2 separate regions of the Pan troglodytes genome follow, and region 2 is linked to region 1. A link is a contact called in public capture Hi-C data. All regions are on one chromosome and are shown on one strand. The core of a region is the stretch at or near the end of the contact, and the rest is flanking DNA. Distances in the headings are between cores, read along the strand shown.

What was found. Capture Hi-C pulls out chosen DNA fragments and counts their contacts.
Region 2: a capture Hi-C map of stem cell-derived neural stem cells shows a contact between it and region 1, with 4 times the contacts expected there. The contact joins two enhancer-like sites. A contact is called at or near these places in 5 of 7 Hi-C or Micro-C datasets (blood, induced pluripotent stem cells, a lymphoblastoid cell line and 1 more), 1 of 1 datasets of contacts at active chromatin or transcription factors (stem cell-derived excitatory neurons) and 1 of 1 other capture datasets (stem cell-derived neural stem cells).

Annotation. Positions count from the first base shown.
Region 1 is chr11:39,732,883-39,737,210 of NHGRI_mPanTro3-v2.0_pri, reverse strand. It overlaps ANKS6 (ankyrin repeat and sterile alpha motif domain containing 6), which reads right to left. Exons shown (of 17, transcript XR_010148622.1): 6 at 2,649-2,797; 7 at 943-1,141; 8 at 122-171. Among named protein-coding and RNA genes, the nearest start is that of ANKS6, 17 kb to the right of the region's middle. Within about 2 kb of position 2,035, at least 5 of the 24 cell types and tissues checked have an H3K27ac peak or open chromatin away from gene starts, as enhancers often do. A contact at or near this core is called in stem cell-derived neural stem cells, where this site is marked.
Region 2 is chr11:40,189,220-40,193,547 of NHGRI_mPanTro3-v2.0_pri, reverse strand. The region is part of intron 13 of GABBR2 (gamma-aminobutyric acid type B receptor subunit 2); the gene reads right to left. Among named protein-coding and RNA genes, the nearest start is that of TBC1D2, 68 kb to the left of the region's middle. Within about 2 kb of position 1,922, at least 2 of the 24 cell types and tissues checked have an H3K27ac peak or open chromatin away from gene starts, as enhancers often do. A contact at or near this core is called in stem cell-derived neural stem cells, where this site is marked.

The DNA.
Region 1 (4,328 bases), core at 786-3,285:
CATCACCAACCCTATCTGTGACCACCACAAAGACAGACAAACGCCTACATCCCTCCTTGTAAATCAATCAACTGATGATTGCCGGAGACCTAAAATGCTTTTAGAAAAGCCCCACACTTACCATGGTTGTCAATAACGTGTCTTCCTTTTCTCCTCTTGTGCTCCCAGGACCTGAGAGACAAATGGAAATTTCCTGAAATGACCCCTCCACGTGTCCACAGCATAAGGATGAGTGACTGGGGCAGGCTTCAACCTGGAAAACCAACTCTCCTCGGTGCTTAAATATTTAATAATAATTGGTATTCGATATTTTAATAGAAGGAAGGCATTTAAAAGGTATATTGGAGCATGTTTTCAGCTTTTCCATAAACCACTGCCGTGCTGAGTCAGACAGTGGTGCCCCCAGCTCAATAATCTGTCTCAGACAGTGGTGCCAAAGGAGCTAATCCGGTCATGGGGAATCTGACTGTTAGAAGGGATCTTATCTATGTTCCAGTCAGTATGGGAATCTCCTTCAGCAAACTGACAAAGGTATCCAAGCTGTTGAATACCTTGAGTGATGGGGAGCTCACTACTCACACCCTCCCAGTAACTCATTTTATTTCAAGACGCTTTCAGTGTCATAGACCAATCACATTTCATAGGTGGGGAAAACCACCTATCAAAGGCAAGAGAGAGGACGACTCCCTGTCGTCCCTCAGCAGGGAGTGTGGGACAGGAACCTGGTCCTCTTGCCACTGGCCAGCACCTTCTCATTCTATCACACTCCTGGTGGTTGTGTCCCTGCCTAAGTATCTTTTCCACCAGACCAGCCTCTATGCTCCAGTGTCCCATTCCAACATCATCTTACCCCTGACAGCAACCCAGGAGGTAGGATGAAGGGCAGAGGGTACAGGCTCAGACCATTCCAAAAATTCTACTGCACATGCAGACTTTTCTCACCATTGTCTTTGGTCACAGGGGCCGCAACAGGGAGTGCAGAGCGGCTTGTCTTGTCCTGGGGGGCAGCCCTCATTGTGGAGTCCAGAGCTGGCTCAGGCTCGTCAGAGAAAGGCAAAGGCTGGTTGCTGGACAGCCCACGGGGCAGCGTCTGCATCAGTTTGAGCTTTCGGAACCGATTGGACATTCGGTTCCACCAGGACTGCCAAAGGAACGCAGAGCAGAAGTCATGCTCCAGGAAGGGCAAGGAGACCAGGCCCAGGACCTGCCAGCCCAGAGACAGTGACTACATTCACATGTGCCTGCCCTCCCCTCTCCTGGGGCCCAGACAGACATTACTGATCAATGATAGCACCCATTCCCAATAAGCCATGGTTACTCACTAAATCTTTCCTGACCCAGCCCTTAGGCAGTCACTTCCAATAGCCTGGAGGTGGCAGTGAACCCTATTTGCCATCCCTCATCTAATCAATCTCCTCATTGCACAGATTGAGAAATGGAGACCCAGACAGGATTGCTGACTTGCTTGAGGTCTTACAGTGAGACAGGGACAGATGGACACAGAGGCAGCTCCAGATTCCTAAGCGTCTACAATTGCATAATCTCCCTCCTCCTGCTCTGGTGATAACGTGAGAGGCATCAGGATCTCTATACCAGGGCCTGGGCCAGCTGCTCCTATAGCTGAGCCTCACCTAGAGAGGACAGGCACTACCTCCTGGGAATGCTTGTAACCCATGACCACTCAGAGGTTAATGAACAGCCACGAAGGGCATCTGTGAGGGCCTGCCTGTGGAAATGGCAGTAAGAGCAGGAATGAAGGGAGCTATGAGAACAACACAGTCAGGAAGGATGCAGAGCTTGAGCCAGCAATGGACACAAAAGGAGTGCCGAGTCTGCAGCCCTCAGAAGGCGCTACCACCCCATGCAGACTGGGGAGGTCGGCAGACAAGACCAGTGTTTTGTTTTGTTTTCTCAGGCATAAAGTAAGTTTGATTTCAAACAAGTAGAGCAGGATGTGGAAGATGAGAAATCCAAAGAGAAAGTCTCAGCTTGCAGTTACAAGCAGCCACCAGAGCTTGTTTCTGGTGTTTCCAGGAAGCTGGCAGGGCCTGTGGACTGCAGGGAGACCCCAGAGTGGCATGATCAGCAAATATCCTGCACAGTAAAGCAGAGGCTGCAAACGGATTCCTTGGGAAGAGAAGTGTTTGCTTTGGCCAGCTCAGTACTACATCATGCAGAATTTTCTAAAATTCCCTGTACTTATAAATTAAGATTCCATATCAAAATCTGGATTTCTATTTTTTCCTTTAAAAAAAAAAAGAGAGAGATCTAGTAATATGGACCCACATTCCTTTTTGAGACAAGTTCTTGTTCTGTCGCCCAGGCTGGAGTGCAGTGATGTGATCTCAGCTCACTGCAACCACAGCCTCCCAGGCTCAAGCAATTCTCCTGTCTCAGCCTCTGGAGTAGCTGGGATTACAGGCGTGGACCCACATTCTTACAAAGCAGCCACTGTTGCCACAACATGGTCACAGTCTCCCCAGTTTTTCCTGGTCCCCTGTGTTTCCTATTGCTCAATGCCAGCTCACCTGCCACCCCTGCAGGGACTCCCTAGCATAAACCAGCCTGGGTGCATAGGAGGCAGCAGGCTCCCCGCCAGCCCCCATCTCCCTGGCCCCCAAGCCCCTTTAAGACAGGAAAAGGCAAACCTTCAGTCCACCCTTGTCATCGGGCAGCACTGGGATGCTCCAGGGCTGTCGGACCTTCGAGTGGGGCAGGGGAGGCTGGTGGCTCGGCCGGCCTTTGTCTTTATTCACCTGCATGCAGACAGATGCCAGCAGTCGAACAAGTTCCGTGTCTATGGACACAAAAGGCAGCATTTTACCTGCAAATATGTCTGTTGGGCCATAAGGAGAAGACTCAAGATGACCCGTTAGACTTAGAACTCAGCCCTGCAGCTCCAGGGTCTGTGTAATTCCAGAATCAAGGCACCTGCCTCTCCATCTGATCTTCAAAAGGTAGCAAACAAAGCCAGCAGGGCTTAACCTACTTAACCAGAAAGAAAAACCGGAAGTCCTCTCTCATGAGGAAGGCAGGGGGACAGTGTGTTTAAAAGTGCAGGCTTCACAGCCAGGCTGCAGAGGTTCAGATTCTGCTTCTGTCCCTCCCTGGCTGTGTAACTGCAGGTAAATTACAAAGCCTCTTTGTGCGTCTGTACAAGTCAGTGACATTAATACCCACCACATAAAGGTATCTTGTCAATTCACGGGAATTCCTTTAGAGCAATACAAGTGCTTTAAAAATACTAAGTATTATGAAGTTATTAGGAACCCAACTCAGTTATATAAAAAAAGCATTGCAAAAAAGATTGAGAAGAAACTACTCCAAACTATTAACAATGCTTTTTCTTGATGACTATTTCTTTTTTTTTTTTTTTTTGGAGACAGAGTCTTGCTCTGTCACCCAGGCTGGAGTGCAGTGGCACAATCTTGGCTCACCGCAACCTCCACCTCCTAGGTTCAAGCGGTTCTTTGCCTCAGCCTCCCATGTAGCTGGGGCTACAGTGCCCGCCATCATGCCTGGCTAATTTTTGTATTTTTAGTAGAGATGGGGTTTCGTCATGTTGGCCAGGCTGGTCTCGAACCCCTGGCCTCAAGTGATCGACCCACCTCAGCCTCCCAAAGTGCTGGGATTATGGGCGTGAGCCATCCACGCCAGGTTATTTCTTTTTTCTCTCCAAGTATTCAATAATAGGCATGAGTTTCTTCAAAAGTTTTGTGTAAACACTTCATTTAAAAACCCAGTAGGCAAAATATTCCTAGGAATAGACTGTTTTATTGGGAAAGGGAATAAACGGCAGTGGAGGCTAGGGAGAAGAGGAACACTGAAAAGATGAGTTTCTCAGAAAAAGTGTGTATGAGATCCAGCGAGAGTGGCTGCGGACTGATTCTGAATAACAAACTCTTGGCAAGTGAAGAAGGTCTCCAATGAGGTAGAGTAGGATCACTGGACTTGGGGCACAGGACTCCAACCCTCTGGCTGGGACAGATCACTTCCCGAGTCTTGGCGACCTCATCTCTTCAAGAGGATGTGAACCTCTGCTTCCCCTCTCAGACCTCTTTGAGGGTCAAACAGAACCAAGTGTGCATCTGTGAAGTGCAGGGGCCTGCAGCAGGGAAGGGGTGGCAAGGGTGGCAGTGCTGTGACGAGGAAGGGCATACCTGCTGGCTACCCCTCTAGCTAAGAGGGGCAGCAGGTGACTTGTGACTGCAGAGGTGAAAGTCTTCTCTCCCCACAGCCAACAGCTAGAATCCCAGCACAGGGTTCAAGCCCAGTGGGTCAGAAGGGCCTCGGGGTTTCTCTCTCTCTGGGTTGAAATTCCAGGTTGA
Region 2 (4,328 bases), core at 673-3,172, 460 kb before region 1:
CTCTCCCCTGTGCCTTCCCTCCTGCCCCAGGCTCTTGCCCTTGGTCAGGACCTGGTCTCCTCTCTTGTCTCTTCCCAACCCATTCCTCCTCTATGTTGCCTCCAAGTGATCATCCGCGCCGTGCTAATTCCATGCTCCAAGACCTTCAGCGACTCCCCAGACTGCAGTAAAGACATCCGGGCCCCATGATCCTGGCCCCCATCCCCCTCCATGATCTGACCCCCCATACCTGTCCAGCCTTGTTCCCCATCCCCCAGTCTCAGCCATGAGTCAGTCCATCATCTCTCCTCCTATGACACAGTCCATCATCTCTCCTCCTGGTGCCCTTATTGTGGGGTTTCCTTGCCCTGGGATACCCTTCTTCATAGGACGGTGAAGTTCGCATCCATTCCTCCAGGCCTCTGGGCTCCTCCCACATCCACTGCCCAAAACATCTTCCTTCCTGTCTTTTTCGGGAGGACTTAGTCTGTGTTAGAGGTATCTGTGTTGGACTCTTTCCTGTTCCGCTATCGCCCCCACCCCTGTCATCTGTACTTCCTCTGACCCCCTCACATTTATTAACTGCTCACTGTGGGCCAGATTCTGTGCTAAGTGTTATATACACTGTCTCATTTCACCCAATCAACCACCACAGACATGAGCGCTAGCACCACACCATTTTAGGGGACATTAAACGAGGCTCCGTAAGGCTGAGTGACCCGCTCCAGGTTACACAGGAGTGAAGGGGAGTGGAGCTGTGACTTGAACCCAGGTCCGCCTAACTCCTCTTGAAACCTTTTCTCTAAACCGCTAATCTAGATCTTCCAACAGTGTGCCCTGGTCATGGTGTGGCGGGACTGGGTAGAAGGGCCCCATGACAGTGCTCTCCTCCGCCTGCCTTGGGGCACATGGATAGGCCAGGCACTGCCAGCCACGAGCAGGCTCTGTGGTCACCAGGGTGCTGTGCTAATATTGTGTGCTGTGATGTGAAAGAGGATGGAAAGCCCTGCCATAAATTAGACTTGATTGTGGCCCTGAGCTGGCAAGGGCAGCCCTCTTCCCCATAGTTCCTGCCTGGCCTAGGAGTGCCTGTTCAAGTGCCCCACCCAGCTGCATCTTGCCCTGGGCCAGACTCCTCTGGCCAAGGAGCCTCTCTGTGGGAGAGAGGGTGGTGGTTGGCCTTGGGCTTGGGGTCAGATCTGTGGCCCCTAAAGTGAGTAGAGCTCCCAGAGGGCCCTGCCTAAGCTGTCCAGCTCCAGTCCTCGTCCAGGCTGGCATCCCTCCCACCCAGGCCTTGGACCTCCCAGCCTAGACCTTGAGGCAGCTGAGCTGTTCCCACTCAGCCGTGGCATGGCCATGCAGAGGCTGTGTCTCTCATCACCTTCTCACAGGGCTCTGCTGAGAACTCAGTGCACAGCCTGGTTGGCTGTTCATGGTGACTCCCTGCTGTCAAGTCCAAGCCCAGCTTGGCGTGAATGGAGAGGTGACAGAACTAGAGTGCGAAGATTCTCTAAATCAGGACTCTGTACCACGTGGGATCCCGGACAGAGCTATTCTACTCTACTACACTGAGTGTGTGCACTCAATGTCAAGGTTTTCAGTTTCATTAGATCTGCCCAACCACCCTAGGAGGTTAGTAGGGCCATCAGCCTCCCTCACATTTTGCGCAGGAGAATACTAAGCCCAGGAGTGGGCTGGAACTTACCCAAGGTCACACATCAAGAATTCAGGGCAACTGAACCTCGAGCATCTTGACTGCAGGCTCAGGGCCCTGTCAGTTTTTCATGCTCCTCCCTGGGACTCTGGCTGATTCTGGGACTCCCAGCTCACACGGAGGAAGGCAGGCTGCTGCCTGGATGAACTTCAAGTGTTCCTTCTCCTGTTCCCTGCTACATCTTAGATTTTACAGTGTGTCCTTGGCTAAAGGCAGCCTGGGCACACTGCAGTGCCCTGGTGTAACGGACAGCCATGGGCCTTGCACTTGAACTAGGGTCTGGCCCCAGGACTGTGACATGCTCACCCTGAGCCCTGGGTTCTCCTCTGAGAAATGCTGGGGTCACCTGCTTTGAGGGCTGTTCTTAGTATGAAGCAAGAGCACAGTAAGACAAAAGACTACAGAGCCGACACACACACACACACACACACACACACACACACACACACACACACACAGAGTAGTGCATTCCAGAACGATACACTCATTTCATTTTCCTGTTGTCATTCAGAGAGGCGAGCGCACTGGGAGCCACAAAAGTGCAATGTTGCAAAGACTTTTCCAAAATAGGATGCGTAATGGCTGCTGTGGCCACTGCTGGCGGTGTGTGGGGATACCTGGGTAGCAGCAGGCCACCGGAGAGTGAGCATCCCTCCTTCTGTGCTCTGCAGTGGGGCTCATTTTTCTGGGCCAGGTTCTTGCCTGCCTGCAATCCTCCTCTGATGACGGAGTTACCAGTGATGCTCAGGATGCTCCGATTTCATTATAACTATAAACCTGTTCTCAACTCATCTCTCATATACCCTCTGGCAACAAATATATAGAAATGAACCTATAAACTTTGTACACACACATATACACACACACGCACACACATACAAGTCTTCTGAGGTTACATTATTCTAGTTTATAGGGTTACACAACTTTTGGGCTTGAAGAGACTCAAGTGTCTTCTCTCATATCTCTTCCTTAGGGTACAGTCTCTGCCAACGGCCCACTGTCCAGTCTTTCTTTGCATACCTCTGGTGATGAGACACTCACTACCTCCTAAGGAAGCCCAGTTCATTTATGGTTAGATTGGACTTAAATGTGTGAACTTTCTTCCTTATTTTGAGCTGAAATCTATACTTCAGGGACTTTTTCCACTGTCCCAGGCTCTGTCCTCTGGGGCTCTTCTCTTGGCTCTAGGACAGCAATTCTTTTTTTCTTTTTTTTTTTTTTGAGACAGAGTCTTGCTCTGTCACCCAGGCTGGAGTGCAGTGGTGTGATCTTGGCTCACTGCAACCTCTACCTCCTAGGTTCAAGTAATTCTTCTGCCTCAGCCTCCTGAGTAGCTGAGATTACACGTGCATGCCACAACACCCGGCTGATTTTTATATTTTTAGTAGAGATGGGGTTTCCCCATGTTGGTCAGGCTGGTCTTGAACTCCTGACCTCAGGTGATCCACCCATCTCCGTCTCCCAAAGTGCTGGGATTACAGGCATGAGCCACTGCGCCTGGCCTAGGACAGCAATTCTGAGGTTAGAGACAGCAGTTGTGCCCTCTGAGCCAACTATAGGTTTCCAAGGGGATCTGAGTAGGGCAAGACAGTTGTCCCCTTCCCATGCCTAGCACCCTGTTCACCTGGGGCTGTTCCTGAACTTGCCTTAGTTATCTGGCAGCCAAACCACAGCATGGAGCTTGGCAGATTGCATGGTTAATGTCCACATTTATGGAATTTTGGGGCTTGCAATAGTCACACACACACATGCACATGATGTCCTCACACATATACATGCACAAGCACAAACACACACCTCTTTGGTGTTCTTCAAAGACCTAAGGGCCCATGCATCCTGTGATTCAGAACCCCCAGTATTTTCCTCTGCTGCCCAGGAGAAATACTCTAGTGACCTCCTTGTCATCTCGTCCCTCATGACCTTTTAGGATATGCAGCCTTGTGCGAAATTCCAAAAATAGGCTACCAAAGGCTACTGATAAGTGACCTTAATGATCTCACGACAAGTAATTGGGAAGAGCCAAATGAGAGAAGGGAGTGGCCAATCCAAAGGAAAGATGGGGCCGGGGGAATAAGAACAGGAATGCAGATTTAAGGAAAGTTGAAGTTGTACATTTTTTTTCTATGAACCAAAGAATGTGAGGTAGCTTTGGCACAGCAAAACAGTGAGCATATAACTGCCTCTAACTACAATTTAGCATTTGTCACATATATAATCCCATGTGCTCCTGTAATAATCCCATGCAAGGTAGGACAGGAAGTATTAGCCCTAATTTACAGAGGAGGAACCTGAGGCTCAGGGAGGCTCAAGGAACTGACCAAAGAAAAGAGAAGAGTGGTAGAGGCTGATGCCACCAACATCCCATCTGCTCATGCATATTCTCAGCTTTTTTATAATTAGGTGGTGGGCGTGGGAGATCATGTGACTAAGTCTGGCCAATGGGCTGTGGGTGGAAGTGACATTTGACTCTTGTGGGCTGAAGCACTGAAGACCTGTTGCAAGATTGGCCTGCTGCCTTGTGTTGTGGTCCAGAACACAGAGTTGCCTCATGGAAGATGGCTGCCCTGGAGAACCACCTGGCTTCACAGCTGGATTTTGTGTGAGTGAGGAATAAACCCTTGTTGCACTGGGCTGC